Regions from separate parts of the Macaca fascicularis genome. Here region 2 is linked to region 1. A link is a contact called in public Hi-C data. All regions are on one chromosome and are shown on one strand. The core of a region is the stretch at or near the end of the contact, and the rest is flanking DNA. Distances in the headings are between cores, read along the strand shown. Region 1 overlaps LOC135967491 (a long non-coding RNA gene). Region 2 holds the start of NFIL3 (nuclear factor, interleukin 3 regulated).

The links. A called contact is a pair of places that touch in the nucleus more often than the background predicts.
Region 2: a Hi-C map of liver shows a contact between it and region 1, with 3 times the contacts expected there. The contact joins the promoter of NFIL3 here to the enhancer-like site in region 1. A contact is called at or near these places in 2 of 2 Hi-C or Micro-C datasets (liver and skeletal muscle).

What each region holds. Positions count from the first base shown.
Region 1 is chr15:121,485,912-121,493,430 of T2T-MFA8v1.1, forward strand. The region is part of intron 1 of LOC135967491 (a long non-coding RNA gene); the gene reads right to left. Among named protein-coding and RNA genes, the nearest start is that of AUH, 160 kb to the right of the region's middle. Within about 2 kb of position 3,795, at least 4 of the 6 cell types and tissues checked have an H3K27ac peak or open chromatin away from gene starts, as enhancers often do. A contact at or near this core is called in liver, where this site is marked.
Region 2 is chr15:121,703,167-121,710,685 of T2T-MFA8v1.1, forward strand. It overlaps NFIL3 (nuclear factor, interleukin 3 regulated), which reads right to left and starts at 4,367. Exons shown (of 2, transcript XM_065530804.2): 1 at 4,007-4,367.

The sequences.
Region 1 (7,519 bases), core at 2,545-5,044:
AGCAAGCAGCCCAAGGATCAGCCTGCCCTGTCCATGCCAAGACAGTCATTCTTTTAAGAGTTCAAAGACCATCAAAGCTTCATTGGTCTGTTCTATTTAATTTTTGAAGCATTTTGCCCTTTTTCCCCCCTTTTCTTCTTTTTCGAGACAAGGTCTCGTTCTCTCACCCAGACTGGAATGCAGTGGTGCCCTCATATATCACTGAAGTCTCGACTTCCTGGGTTCAAATGAGCCTCCTGCCTCAACCTCCCAAGTAGCTAGGACTGCAGGCATGAGCCACCGTGCCCAGTCACTGTGTATGTGCTTTTTATTCCTTTTAAAAATTTCATTTTCTCTAAAGATGATGCATTTAGGAGCTGGACTTATTGATGGCATCTTTTAAAATTATTTTGAAATATTTAAAAACCTTTGATTCACTGATGTGCTTTTGGCCTGAAGAAGGGGCTGTAAGATTCGTCTCGCTGCGTCAGAAAGACACATGGCATTTCCCCCACTGTCTTCCTCAGTGTCGCCCGCTGGAAGCAGGGGTGTCCAGACCACACTGCAGCTTCCTTGGGAACCTGGGGCTTTTCTTAGCAATATCCAGTGATGTCTGCCTTTAAAAAGAATGTGCATGGTTGTGGGCTGGGGGTCAGGGGTGGGGGCTTCAGTCCCAACTCAGCCCTTGAGAAAAGTAATGAACATAATTCTCCGAAGCCCCCAGCCCCTTTTACAAACAGGTCACATTAAGTTAATTTACCAGCTAAGACAAGACCTTTTGATGGCTGGGCAGTTTCCCATAGGACTGAAAAGGCAGGAGCTGCCAACACTTTGTCTAGGCCCCTCAGTGCCCCAGTGACATCTGCCCAGACCTCGCAGGAACCTCGGCCTTGTCCTTTTTGACGACTGGAGAGAGTTAGTGGTTCCTGGAGCTCAAGGTGGAGGTAACCCTCCGAGACACTGCCTGGCTCTGGAGCCCCTCCCAGCCCCTGGGCAGCTCTCTTCCTCCTTTCTGTCCTCAGATATGTCACCATCCCCAACCCAGGAGAAATCACTCTTCTCCACATTTTGTGTGTGTGTGTGTGTGTGTGTGTGTGTGTGTGTGTGTGTGTGCGCGCATCTGCGCTTCCTGGGAGCACAGGAAGGAGGAACCAGGATTTGTTTCCATTCTTTTGAGACAGCATTCTCATAGAGGTTAAAATACAGTAAATGCTGAATGGAGAAAGTTTCTAATCCCCAGAACCCCAAATGCTATTGGTGGGCAGTCTGGTTTGTTGGGGCAAACTGTTTTAAAAGAGCTGTTTGGAGTTGAGGCGCACCTGTGAAACTAAACACACTGGGGTGAGAAAGGCTTTCTCGGGGCGGATGTGCAGGACTTGATTTTGCTGAGTTTAATGCCACTCATTTCACTTTCTCTTGGCCAGAGCCCGTTTCCCCTGCTTGAACACACAAAACCTTGCTGGGAGCCAGCTGAGCTCTCTGGGTGGGATGGGCAGCCCCAGGGTCAGCCAGGGCTTGCTGGGGCCTAGACTTTTGACCTCCAAAGAGGACGGAGTCTGGGGACCACCCTGCACACCATCCTCCATCCAGAGAGGGTTCCCCATATTCAGGGGAGCTCCTCTCCAAGATGAAACAAGGGCTCAGTTCCATTTCTGACTTCCTCTAGGTCAGCACGTGCAGTCGCTTCACAGAAAAATGGTGTGGATGTGCTAGACTGGGGACAAAGGCCCTCTGTTGTCCCCGTCACCTGTGGTTTCCTGCCGCAAAGGCTAAACCAAGTACCTTATAAAGAAGGGCTGAGTGCTTTGAGCGCTTCAAGGATTTACTCAAAACCCAGCGCTCTAGGCTACTCTGACCCCAGTCACCAGCAGGTGTTGAGACTCCCCTGAGGACCCGCCAAAACTGGCTGGGGTTTCCTCTCCACTTCAGTGCCACCCGTCTCCAAGCCCATACTCCCGGGCATCTCTCAATCACTCCCTCTACAAGACCCCAGGGTGTGGGTAACGGGGGCTGGCAAAGCCTGGACTCCTGCAATGACATCGGAAACCAGCGGCACCCATTCCCTCTCCAAAGCTCACATCCAGAAGAGCAATGACAGCACCCCCCTCCACCCCGGCAGTAAGCAGCAGCGAGTCTCACCAATTTGAGAGGCTCTAGAACAACAGATGGTAATTTGTTGACACAAAGATTTAAGGGGACTCAATTACAGTCCCACTGAAAAAGCTCTCTCTAAAATAAAGTATACAGATTCCTCAGTTCGCAGAAATTGCTGACAGCTTTGTTTTCAACCCTCCAGGAGTAAAAAGAAGCTGACAACTTATTTTTGCAGGTTATGTTCATTCAACTCTATTTTTAGATCTTTTTCCTAAGTAAGTACACCAGAATAGCATTCAATTTGAAAATCACCATCTGTTCAGAGGAATGAGCTTGGCCTCACTAGGCTGGGTATACCTGGCCCATGGCAAGATGGCAGTCTCCTTGTGGACTGAACCAAGGGGGTAGTTTCAGGTCTCCAAGTGGTGTTTAGAGAATGCACTAAAAACAGTCACAGGCAGCTGGCATTTTAAATGCCCATTAAACAACTATTAATATATTTTATTTATAAGCTGAGAACCACACAAAAAAAATGCCCTTGGCTTTTTTAAAAGAAGTTCAAATAATCCCTTGTATTTAAATAGATTTCTTATAAAAAGGCGATGCAGCCTAAGTTTGGTAGTTAAGATAAAAATTAACCTATGGAAAAGAAAGCCAGCTCAGAACGCTATAAAAAGCCCCTTCCCCCACGTCTTTCTTCCGGTGTATGGCCGCCCTCCCCTCCCTCTGCAGCCACTTGGTAGTGACTCACGCCTTTCTTTGGAAATGCAGTTGCTGCGTGAAACACAACGTGAGAATGGGAATCTGACATATGAGTAACCCGGCCGAGAGGCACCTCTTGGAAATGACACTGGGCCTTGGCTAGAATTACGCACAGGCCCTGGGAGGGCTGCGGCTCGTAGGCCCGTAGGGGGCAGGGTGAGGGCGGAGGTCTTGGCGCCCCCAGGCCTGACCCGCCCGCACCGCCGGGCTATTTTTAACTTCCACTAAACTTAGCCAACTCCACCCTCTTGAATAATCCAGACCTTAAAATGCTATTTTTCTCCAACAGGTCAAAAGAATTCTGCGAGTTAGAGCGCAGATTAAGTTGCTAGTGACAGGCACTGAAGGTTTGAGAACCGAGAAAATGAGCCGGTGACGGGGAGCGCGTCCTCAGCGGCCAGGCCCGGCAGGGGGCTCGGGCACTCGGGGCACACGGTGGTCGTCGCCGTGTCTCAGCAGGACCCTATGCGCTGGAGAGCTCCGGGCCGCGAGGCGCGCAGCAAGGAGGCCTCTGGCTTCTCTATTTTTGGCCTCTGAACGTTTTCCAAAATAATTACCAAAAGGAAATACAAACGCACACATGGACCAAACACACAAAACGTCCTTCTGCGGGAAGCCAGCACTAGGAAAGAAAAAAAAAAAAAATCCGAAGTGAAATTATGACACAGGGTTTTGTAACCCGCGGTGGCGCGCTTCTGAAACCCGAGCCCGGCAGCGGCTTCTTATCTGCACCGCGTTCCAGGAAGCAGCCAGCCTTTCGGCCGCGCAGGGGCCGCCGCCGCACGTAGGCAGCGTCCCCCGGCCCGGGACCCGCAGGAATGCGAGGGGGAAGACAGATCGCCGGAGGAGCAGGGGTCAGAAGTCAGTGTTTAAGCACTCACTGGCTTTCGGTGAAGCCGGAATGTGAGCAGCGAGTCGGGGTGGGGGGCCTTGGGGTTGCACACGCTTGCTCTAAGCACCGAGGCTCAGCCGAGTACATGCACAACCCTCTGGATGCAGCGGAAAGTCGTATGGCTTAGGGCCGCACCCCGAACTTCACCGCACCCGCCGCTGCGCCATTTACAACCCCCCATCCCGTCACTGCTGTCACGAAGCAATCAAGAGTTAAAGGTTATCACAGTCTGTTCTTCGAAGGAAAGAATTGGAATCAAGGACTTTGGACGGAAGTTGGTAAATTGCCGCTTCCTCCCTCCTGTTCTTGTTTAACTTCTCACAAGAACATGTGGCAGCGCTGCAGGTTAACTCATCTTACATAACTTCGGGGTCATGTCAACTGTTCAGAAGAAAGAAAAACAAGTATTCCCTTCTTTAGAAGTTGTATTTAGAAATAGACACTGTTGTTTAGGACAAGTTCACTTGTGTGGCCTGATCACTTGCAGCAGAAAATCTTAGACCTGCTCCTCAAGCAACCAAAACTGGGGGCTCCCATTTCCATTTTTCTTTTTCTTTCTTTCTTTTCTTTCTCTCTTTTTCTTTTTCTTTCTCTCTTTCCTTTTTTCTTTCTTTCCTCCATCCTTCCTTTCTCTTTCTTTCCTCTTTTCTTTCCCTCTCTCCCTTCTTTTTTTTCCTTCCTTTCTTCCCCCCCTCCCCCTCCCGTCCCCTCCCCTCCCGTCCCCTCCCCTCCCCTCCCCTCTCCTCTCCTCTCCTTTCTTTTTCTCAGTCTTGCTCTGTCGCCCAGGCTGGAGTGCAGTAGCACGATCTCAGCTCACTGCAACCTCCGTTTCCTGGGTTCAAGCAATTCCCCTGCCTCAGCCTCCTGAGTAGCTGGGACTGCAGGTGCACACCACCAGGCCCAGCTAATTTTTTGTGTTTCAGGAGACACTGGGTTTCATCATGTTGGCCAGGATGGTCTCAATCTCCTGACTGCGTGATCCACCTGCCTCAGCCTCCCAAAGTGCTGGGATTACAGGTGTGAGCCACCACGCCCAGCCAGGCTCCCATTTTTCTGAATATGAACTTCAAAGTAGTTTGAGGAGCCCAACATAAGAGTAACTGGACAATTGTCTTCCTCTGAGAAAACAAAATGACACCAACATGAATCAAATGATGATTTGGTATTTCATTAAACACAACTCTTACAGCACCAGGAAGATAGTAGCCCATCTGTGCCAAGTGTATTTACTCGGTGGCAATAGGGATTTGGAGAATCTTGCATTGTGATTTGCTGGGGTCCACAAGCCACACATCGTGTGTCTGGCCACCCTGCGTGTCCAAAGGTGAACAAAGAAATGCACTAATAACCTAGAGACACAGGGACAAGGACACCCGTGTGGCTGTCTGCTGGAATTGAAAGCCAGGTGTGGCAGGCTTCTACCCCACTCCAATCACGATGTCCTAATGAGGGCAACCAATTACCAATTACCGATTACCGCACCTCCCCACTGGCCTAGGGCCCTCATCCTCCCCAAACATCTCTGAGCAGAGTGGCAATTAAGAGCACCCTGCTCTGTGGTGGGGAGCCTGGGAGCCGCCAAGGGCCATATCCTCCTACCACAGGGCAAGCTGGATAGCAGAGGAGAGGGGGAGATGGGAGAAGAAAGACTGAGTTCCTAAAGTCCTGAGACGGCAAGTCCAGTGGCTCCCGAAGCTGGCTAGGCACAGGGAGTCCCTTTTCCTGACTTGTTCAGTTCAAGCCGGGTCTGTCACTTGCCTCCAGAAGAGTTTTGACAGAGGTGTTGGCACCTTCTCAATGCCCTGTCTCCATGGTTGACCCACTTCCCTGACAGTGCCTTGAGCTCCTCCCTTGATCTGGCTGGTCCAGGTCCTTGCTGGTGGGGGCCATATGCTGGGGTAGACCAGAAGCCCCTTCTTGCAAGCCCTACTTCAGACAGATGCCATGCGGCTGACGTCTGGAGAGAGGGTGGACTATGAATTCCCTCCTCACATTAAATCCATGGAAGGCCACATAAGGCTTAAGGGGTCTGTTCTCAGCCCATGACAACGTCTAAGACTGCACGAACAAAAATGAAGTAGTGCACGGACCCATGACGTGATAAGACCCCAGCGGAAAAATTTTCTCCAATATTCCTCTAGGAAAGAGTCCTAGCAGCAAGAACATTGTCACGAGATTGGCCAAGTGATCAACTGCCAGGAAAACAACAGTCCCTGTCTAGTCCCTTCCCGTGATGTGAAATGTGGTGTGAGCTGGAGCCCTTGCATGCTTCGCCCCCATCTGTGAGCGGTTCCCTCCTTCACTGGGCACTGAGGCCACAGGCTGCTTTGTTCTGCAGAGCCATGCCTGGCCTCTGGAGGAAGGGATGTGACCTACAGATCTGGACTTAGAGCTGGGCAGAACCCTGGGGTGATGCTTACTGAGCAGGATGCCCAGGTTTGTGACTGTATCTAGGAGAGGCCTTAAGGCACATAGGGTCAGGGAAAGGATGGCTGATTGAGTCAAGGTTGGCCTGGGTGGCTGCTTTGTTTTTGGGTCCAGGACAGCAGCCCTCTCTTCTCCTGAAGAGATCTCCCTCCTCCAATCATAGTACCCCACCACCCTGGCCACAGGGAGGCCATATGATCTGAGCTAGGCCTATCAGAGGCCTCTCCTGGGAGTTTCTGAGTTGGAAGTGAGTGAAGAGTGTGTCCCCTCTTTCCTGCTGGGGAGCCATGCAGCTGGGAGCTGCCATCAGGTAGAGCTGGTCTACTGGGACAGGCCCAAAGGATGGAGCCACATACCAGAGACTACAGGCACATGGTGGGGAGTGGAGTGTCCTGGCAGCCCTGTGACCCCGGCTCCCCTGTCTTTACACAGTTTGGGGCTGAGAGCCAGTGAAGTTTCCTGTCGTCTAAGCTACTTTGGTTGACTTTCTGCCATCAAAATACAGTCTTCACGCACCCAGCAGTTCAGACGGCACTCAACTGCTAAGAGTCAAAGTTCAACAAAATGCAGAATTTTAGTTGTTTACCTTTTTAGTTACGTGGACTCAAAAACAAGCATCACCATAACTTTCTACTATGTGTGACAATGTAAGAGTCATATCTTTGTGGCTCCAAAAATGTTTAATAAAAGCAACCGGTATATTCAATATTTAGCTCATAAGAGCTAAGCACTGTAAAATATGTCTGACATCTTCAACAGCAAACTAGAATAAAGGTAAAATTAAAATAGGGTAGAAGAGTGTTCATGAACCAATCTCACATGAAACCCTACTCCTAAAAAAAAGGCAACTTCCAAATAGGTGTCTTGACTTCACCCAGTGGCTTTAAAATAGTTATTAATTGTGGACGCATTAAGAAGCCAAAACTCATTGTTATTTCTGAAGCACATTATTTTGAAATTCTGTTTAAATCTTCCATATTTGTATGATGAAAGTTATGTCACAAAGTTAATCATTCCCAGGATGCTTGCAGTAGGGGTAATGAAAAACTTCTTGTGCAAGCGGCCATTAATCAGCAGTGTAACATTGCATAACGTGCTCCAAAGCACGTGTCGTGGGATCAGAGTACACGGCTGCATCATGCAGGCCAGTGTCTGTGCCTCCTGCTGACCTTTTCCAGTGCAGAACTCAAACCATGTGATGTATGCTTCTTGCCAAGTCACTTATTGCCAATGATGAAGTTGGATGATATGGAGAAACATAAATTTCTTTCTTACTTTTTTTTTTTTTTGGAGTTCTAAAAGGAAGACTCTTTGAAGTCTCTGGCTTCTGGCACAGTGTTGTTGCTGGCTTGGTTGTGTTACTCT
Region 2 (7,519 bases), core at 3,117-5,616, 220 kb after region 1:
CACATTGCGTTGATATGCTTCAGGAGAACATCTGTGATGTCTCCATGAACTCCCTGTGAGTTCCCGCATGGGTACAACCTCGGAAGTCTTTATGCCAGGATGAAAGTACTGTAGTTTTACAGTAGGACAGCAGCGTCTATGTGGGTATTTTGATTTTATTTTGAACTCTGGAGATCAGTGTTCTCTCTAGCCTTTGACCATATAAATTAAAGGTTAAAAAAAAAATCGGCTCAACTCAACTGGCCAAAGTCAAGCTGAGGCCTTCCTTTTTAATCACTATCAATACTGGAGCGCCCCCACCCCCAATTTCTGTGGTCGGTGGACGTTTGGAGGTTCTCTTAAGGTCTTTTTCACTTCAAGAATGGAGACGCGCTTCGCTCAGAAATACAATGAAGACTCTTGGAACAAAGGTGTCTGCAGGTTTCAGAACCTCACCGCAGAACAGGCGCGGAGTCAGGCCCCTGGATTTGCCCTGTTGGAGGGAGGGCCGCTGAGACGCAGGCACTCCGGGTCGCCCGCGCTGCCCCTGTTTGCCCCGTGCGGGCGCCGGGGTCCCTAGCTCCCTGGCTCCCCGGCTCCCCGGCTCCTGCGGCCCGGGCGAACCCAGAGCGCACCCGCACTCCGACCCGGGCCGGTCCCTAGGGCCCGAGCTCCACCGGCCGCGCCCCCACGCGGCGCCTCCCAGAGACCCCCCTCCCTCCGGGTGGGCGGCGCAGCGGGGCCTCGGCGCCGCGAGGACCCCCCGCGCCAGAACAAAGGAATGTGGGGAGGGGGCAGGGAGGAGCGCAGGCCACCGAGCAGCCCCAGTATAACTGCCGCCCGGAGGCGCTTCTCGGTCCCGACCCGAGGTCCCCGCCCGCCACTACCAGACCCGCCCCCAGCCCCGGCTTCTCGCAGACCCCACCGGCCCGCAGGAGGGAGCGGCGCACTGGGGGCCGCACGGACGCGCCATTGGAGATCCCGATCGGAAGGTGGCGCCACGCTGCCCCTACAGGCCCGGGACTCCCCCGCGAGCTCGCAAAGTAGGTCGGGGTCTGAAGCTGGGGGCCTAGAGCAACTAGCTTCTTGGAAAGCGACTGCAATTATTTGGGGTAATATCCTCTGTTCCAGAGACGTCCACCCCCCCCCACCAAAAAAAAAACCCTGCGCTTAATTTAAATGTTACGATATATACATCCCATCATATACATATATTCACACATAATCACTATGTAACAGTCCAGGAAGAAATTAAATATTTGGATAAATTACATATTCATACATCTTCACATGAGTAAAACTAGGGTATCCAGACAAAAATACGATCTACTAACCTATATCTGTTTCCCATTGGTCATATCTGATCTGGGGGTAAATAAATACTTCTGACCTCACTTACTGTTGTTATTTACAAAAGCCAAGAACAGAAGATGGCACTTGACCATTCCCCGCTGTTCTCAGAGAACAGCAGTTTCCTAAAGTGTCCTTTAAAAACATAAATGGGAGCCAGCATCCAGCAAATCACCGGGCGCTGCGAAATGCCTTCCTAAAAATACAATCTTATCAAAGGTCTCCGAAGGCGTGTAGTTAAAACTACAGCAAATGGCCTTGAACTTGTATTTGCACACAGCCCTAGAGAAAACACCAGAAATAGCACTGCGAGGCCACAATTGTTAAAATGTGATAGGGCTAAATTTAGAAGAACGCGCGTTTCATTTAGGGCAAAAGACACACATTCGGCAGCATGAGCAAACTCCATGCTTACCCGGTTGTCTACTTTCCTGTTTAAAATATCCTTAAGAAAAAAAAAACTGTTATAGTGACATTCTTAAAGGCTGAGACTGTCCTACTTTCTTTGTAGCAAGATTATAAAATCACGTAATTAGCTCCCTCTCTATGCTCACTGCCAGCAAATTCGGCAGTTACATAATGCAACATTTCCAGGAAACTATTATGTGATTTGTCTTGTCGTGTCTGAAAAAGCGATGACAATAAGGTGAGAAAAAGGGCTGATCGAATGGAATGCATTAAAATTAGGAAGGTGGGGAGGTAAACGTCACAATGGTTCGTCCCAGATTTAAAAATAACAGCTGAGAACATTGAAAGGGCGAACCCCAGTAGTACCCAAGATCAGAATTCAACCCGAGCAATTCTTGCTTTTAGGTTTCGTAGTATCGTTTTAAAACCTGTTTATTTGGGACGTAATATAGACGTAAATAACGATCTAATATCCAACGCTGCGCCTCAATTACCAAATCATTGCACACATACGCGCATATTCCCACATCAGCCCGCAATCCTTGCCAACATTTCACCGTGGGCAGATTATGCAATGTATGAAAGGACAAATCCCACAACCTTCCCGAGGGCTTGTAAAACACGCTGACGACAAACAGGGTGGAAAACGTCTGTGCAGGCACAGCCCCTGACACAAACAAACGCCGCGCAGGCATTCTCCGAATGCCGTCACCGTTCACGCTACCAACCCGTTTTCTCACCAAGCAAATCAAGACTATTCCCCATTCCTCAACCCCCAATTCCTCTCCCCTCTACGCCGCCAGCCCCAGAGAAGGAACGAGAAAGGAAGACACTAGAGAGGAAAGAGCATCTTCCCGCTCGGAGAGGGCTCAGCCTGCCTGGCGCTCTTCTCTACCAAAACATCAATTTTCCTGAAATCAGGAGACATTATGCAACAGCAGCGGGGGGAGAGCGCAAACCAGCCAGGACTACGTGCCGGCGCGAAGGCGCTGCAATCAAAGCAGCCACCTTAAGGTGGCGAGTCCCATCCTGACAAGGCAGCAAAAGTTTATGTAATGAATGCCCCGCGCGCACTCGCCGCTGCTGGCGAGCCCAGCTTACAGCCCGACCCCGCACACTGCGCGGCCAGCACCCCGCGCCCGCCCGCCCGCAGCGCGCCCGGGGAGCAGTCGCCGGGCCCCCGGCCGGCGGTGGGCGGAGCGCTTACCGTGTTCCTGCTCTCGGGCCGGCGAGGAGAAAGAAAGGGGCGGCCGCGAGTCGGGCCGCCGGCGCTCGGGGCTCGGGCCGGGCCGGGCCTCCGGGGCCGCGGCGGGAGGCGGGCGGCGGCGAGGGCGCGGCGCGGGAGGCGGGCGGGCGCGCCGGGTCCGCGGGCGCCGTGGCCGCGCCGAGAGATGTGTGTTAGTAGGTCAGTTCCGAGCGCCGCGCTACGTCGCCGCCCGCCAGCCCCGCGTGACTGGCGGCCGCGGCCCCAATCGCCGCGCCTGCACCCGCCCCCGGCCCGCCGCCAATGGCCGCGGCCGGCAGGGGCGGGCCGGGGCGGGCTCTCCGCGGCCACGCCCCGCCTCCCCGCCCTCAGCTCCCCCTCCGCGGCGGCGCCACTACCAGCTTGCGTCCCTCCCCGGCCAGGGCCACCGCCGTCCGAGCGCCCGCGAGGGCTGGCGCCCCATGCCCGGCGTAACGAGGGTTGCGCAACGGCCCGCGCGGCCGACACGACCGGAGCGAGCCTGCGGAGGAACCCGGGAGCCCCCAGTCCCACCGCCCCGTCCGTTCTTGGCTTCCTTCACCCTCCCGGTCGCTGCGGTGGCTCTGCGCACCCCGCGACCCTCACTCGTTCGCAGAGGCGCTTTTTGTCTTCCTGAGAGCCGCAGCCGGCCGGGCTACCTGTTGCCGACCGAGCACTGCGGGCTGCGGCTACCCGGGCGTGGCAGGGACCTCGGCCTCCCCTTCCCGGCACACTCCCGAGAGGAGCCCTACCTTGGGGTGGGCAGGAGGGAAGGCGGGGGGTGGCGGCTGGCAAGCTGCCAACACTCGGGGCGCGCTGCGGCGGGGAAGGGGTTGGCGCGGCCGGGCAGCTACGCGGGGCTGCGCGGCGGAGGCAGCGATTAAAATGCCCCGGCGCCTCTCCGGAGAGCCGCGACGGCCCGGAGCCGGGAGGGAAAGCTCCACGCACAAAACGCCGCCCCCTGCACAATTAGGGCGAAGATGACGGCTGCAAAGTTGTTGCGTAACACGACTAGGAAACGAGGCTCGCTGAGGTCCATCTACCCACCCCCGCCACGCGGGTGCGGCGTTCCTCGGAGGATGTGAAGGTCCGCGCTCCGGGTGCGCCCCACTGGGACGCCCACTGGCGTTTGGTGCTGTGGGTTGAGAGGACCGCGCGGGATCTCTTCTGTGATCTTGAGCTGATAGCTGCTTAGTGTCATTTCTGCCTCTAACTGGATACGATAGTCTTCTCTCCCAAATTCCCGGGCTACGGAAGAGAAGTAAAAAAAATGGGGAAAAGAGCACCTAGCCTCGACTTCTTAAGTCTACGCGCTGGACTGTCAAGGCACGTGGCACACTCCCTGCATTTACCGATACATGGATAGTGGGTCAGTGCTGGCCTTAGCGAAGGGAGCCATGTTACCGACAGTGACTCACAGGCTTGCCCAAATACGGAGTGTGGCAGGTGGGCAGGACCTCCACCAGCCAGCTCCCTCCTGCTCTGCTTGAACTACGTGGGGGCTGGGCCGAGTGCCTCCACGACTTTCCACTTCTTTTTTGCCCCTTTCGTTTTTAAAAAGCAATAACCAAAGTAAAGAGAAGAGCAGAGTGAACACCCAGGTACCATCCCTAGTGTCTGCCATGAGCAGCAGATCTACTCGCCAAGATTGTCTTTTCTACCTTTCCCATTCTTGCACAGTTAATATCGTAAGCACCCGAGTCATATTTAAAAATTTTTTATCACCTGTCAGTTGGGTTTTTGGTAAGCCTCCCGGGGCAGTGTTGTGGTTTTGAACGCACTCTTGTTCGTAATTTATCTGGTAATACAGCTCTATTAACAAGGCTCTGAAAACTCAGACGTACAATATGGGCTTAGCGTGTTCCCCGAAGCCATCTTCCCGGTGCTGACTAATGCAAGATCCACATCCCCTCGACCACATTTTCCAAGCTTGACTGTCTTCATGAGAACAAATCCTGATTTTAGTTTATAATCTCCACTTTTCTCATACGTATATAATAATTCAAGATGGGGTCTTACTGTGTTATCCAGGTTGGCCTGGAACTCCTGGGCTCGAAAGATCCTCCGGCCACAGCCTCCCTGGTAGTGGGATTACAGACACATGCTACTGCGCCTGGCCACTTTTCTCAAATGTACTGATAGTTTCCTTTTTGCCAAAACCTTACAATGCCTATTTATACCTTTCAAAACCTCTCCTAGATGAAATCAAAATCATTTCCATAAATCAGTTGCCTTTTCGGGGTCAGAAATGCAGCTATTGTTTAGAAATCCAGGGCTGCCCTGCATAATCTACCCTCCCCTTCACGTGTCCTCACCTTGTTGTGCATTTTGAATAATTTCATGGAATTTCAAAGTCGTTGTAGAATGGGTAGTAAATGTCTTCCTTTAAAGACAACTCGACCTTCAAGATAGGTAAAGAAGGTGCCGGGAGCCACCCCAGGCGGTGATGCTGGAGGAATTCTCTCAACCTGGAAACGTATTCTTTATGCTGAATTTTGAAATTGGATGCTCCTAGAATTACTTGGAGTATTTTAGATTGTGTATGTATTATATTTGTGCATCATTCCCTGTTACCATCTAACTTGGAAATCAGAGGAAGTGCAAAAGGTGTCTGAGATAGCAGCTTAGAAAATAACTCTTTAGCTCCTCCTGGTGATTAGGAAACCACTAAACAATAGGATGAAGGATCTGTCCCCAGGGCCCAAGTGATGATGTGTCTAATATATATCCTAGAACATTCACAGAGTAGGTAAGTATTTGCAGATTAACCCGAGTAAATGGAGCATAAAAACCTAAGATATTTGACACAAATTAACCAGGATAGGGAGGCTTCTAGGAAGACATCAGCCTGTGCCTGCTGGTGGAGCTGGGCTGTGAGGTTCTCAGGAGGAGGAGGAAGGGGTTCTTGCTCTTAGCAACCTCTCAGTGCTGGGGGTGGATGGCGGGCAGGGGCAAGGGAGGAGGTGGCTGGGACAGGGATGAGAACTACCAGCAGAAGACAATCAACCACATTCTAATTCATTTTATTATACTGCCAACATGGTTTCTGACTAAGCAAATATAAGAGCTATAGCTTGAGAACAGAATGACTAAAACAGTGACTTCTTACTAAAATGGGAATTTACTAGGAATTTGTAATTTAGTAATGATTTAATTTAATATAGTAATAATTGTTCTACAGCTGCAGAATGTTTTGAGCTGGAACATCCCTAAGAGGCCATATATATATATCCCAGGGATTTTACAGTGGACCTCGCTAGGCAGGAGTAGCTGTAAAATCAGATGGGTAATGAGAATTCAGGACGTTAGCCACACATGGACTGTGGCAAAAAGAAGATGACCCATTGAAGAATACTAGTTTTCAGCTCTCATCAATTGCTGTTTCCAGGACCCCACAGCTCCAATTATTCAAAAGAATGTTGACCTTTTTTTTGGTGAAATATCCTGATTTTCAGGTTAGGCAAGCAATTCATTAAAAAATAAAAGACTGCAGAGCCCACAGCTCCAATTATTCAAAAGAAAGTTGACTTTTTTTTTTTTTTTGGTAAAATATCCTGATTTTCAGGTTAGGCAAGCAATTCATTAAAAAATAGAAGACTGCCGAACTTACCTGCCCGGAGGCTGGACAGTCTGAGTCCTCTCACAGAGGAGTTCTACAGAGATGTCCTGGTAACGGGGCAGAGAGGGGGGACTCAGTGACTAAAAGGCAGGCTGCCTACCTGGCAACCAAATTGTGCAGCTCCACCCTATCTGTTTTGTGCATTGGATTTCTGGATTTCTTTGTTGAAAAACTTTGATAGCTAAAAGCCCTTTGGTGACCTCCTGTCTGGTCTGGTGACCAGCAGCCTGCATCAGGGCTCCTGTGTGCCAGGACCATTTTCTTTCCACTGTAGTATGTTTATGGACCATCTTGTGTCTTTTTATTAAACTCCAGGAACAAAAGTTCAGTTTCTAGGAATCCATAGCATATAGTTTTTGTTGTTGTTGTTGTTGTTGTTGTTGTTGAGACAGGATCTTGCTCTGTTGCCCACACTGGAGGGCAGTGGCGTGACCACAGCTCACTACAGCCTTGATCCCCCCAGGCTCAAGCAATCCTCCAACCTCAGCCTTCCAAGTAGCTGGGACTACAGGTGCACACTACCATGCCTTGCTAATTTTTTAATTTTTTTTTTTTTTTTTTTTTTAGAGTCGGTGTCTCTCTGTGTTGCTCAGGCTGGTCTCAAACACCTGGGCTCAAGCAGTCCTCCCACCTTGGCCTCCCAAAGTGCTGGAATTACAGGTGTAAGTCACAGCACCAGACCTGTTTTGTTTTCAAGTGGAGGCTTTAAGATGTGAGCTAGCATGGTAGCCTTAGTGAGGTTCTCCTCCCCACGCCCATCAGTGTGTGCTTTGTGCTGGGATTTTGGCTTTGATGCAGTGAGTCATTGACTGTTGAGGCAGAAACTTCCTGGAATGATATTTCTTTCCTTCACTCATGCACTTTTATTTCTGGTCTTTATGCCATTTTTAATCTTTCACCTCTGTCTTCCTCTTCCACTTTGCCTTTTCTTGTAATTTTTC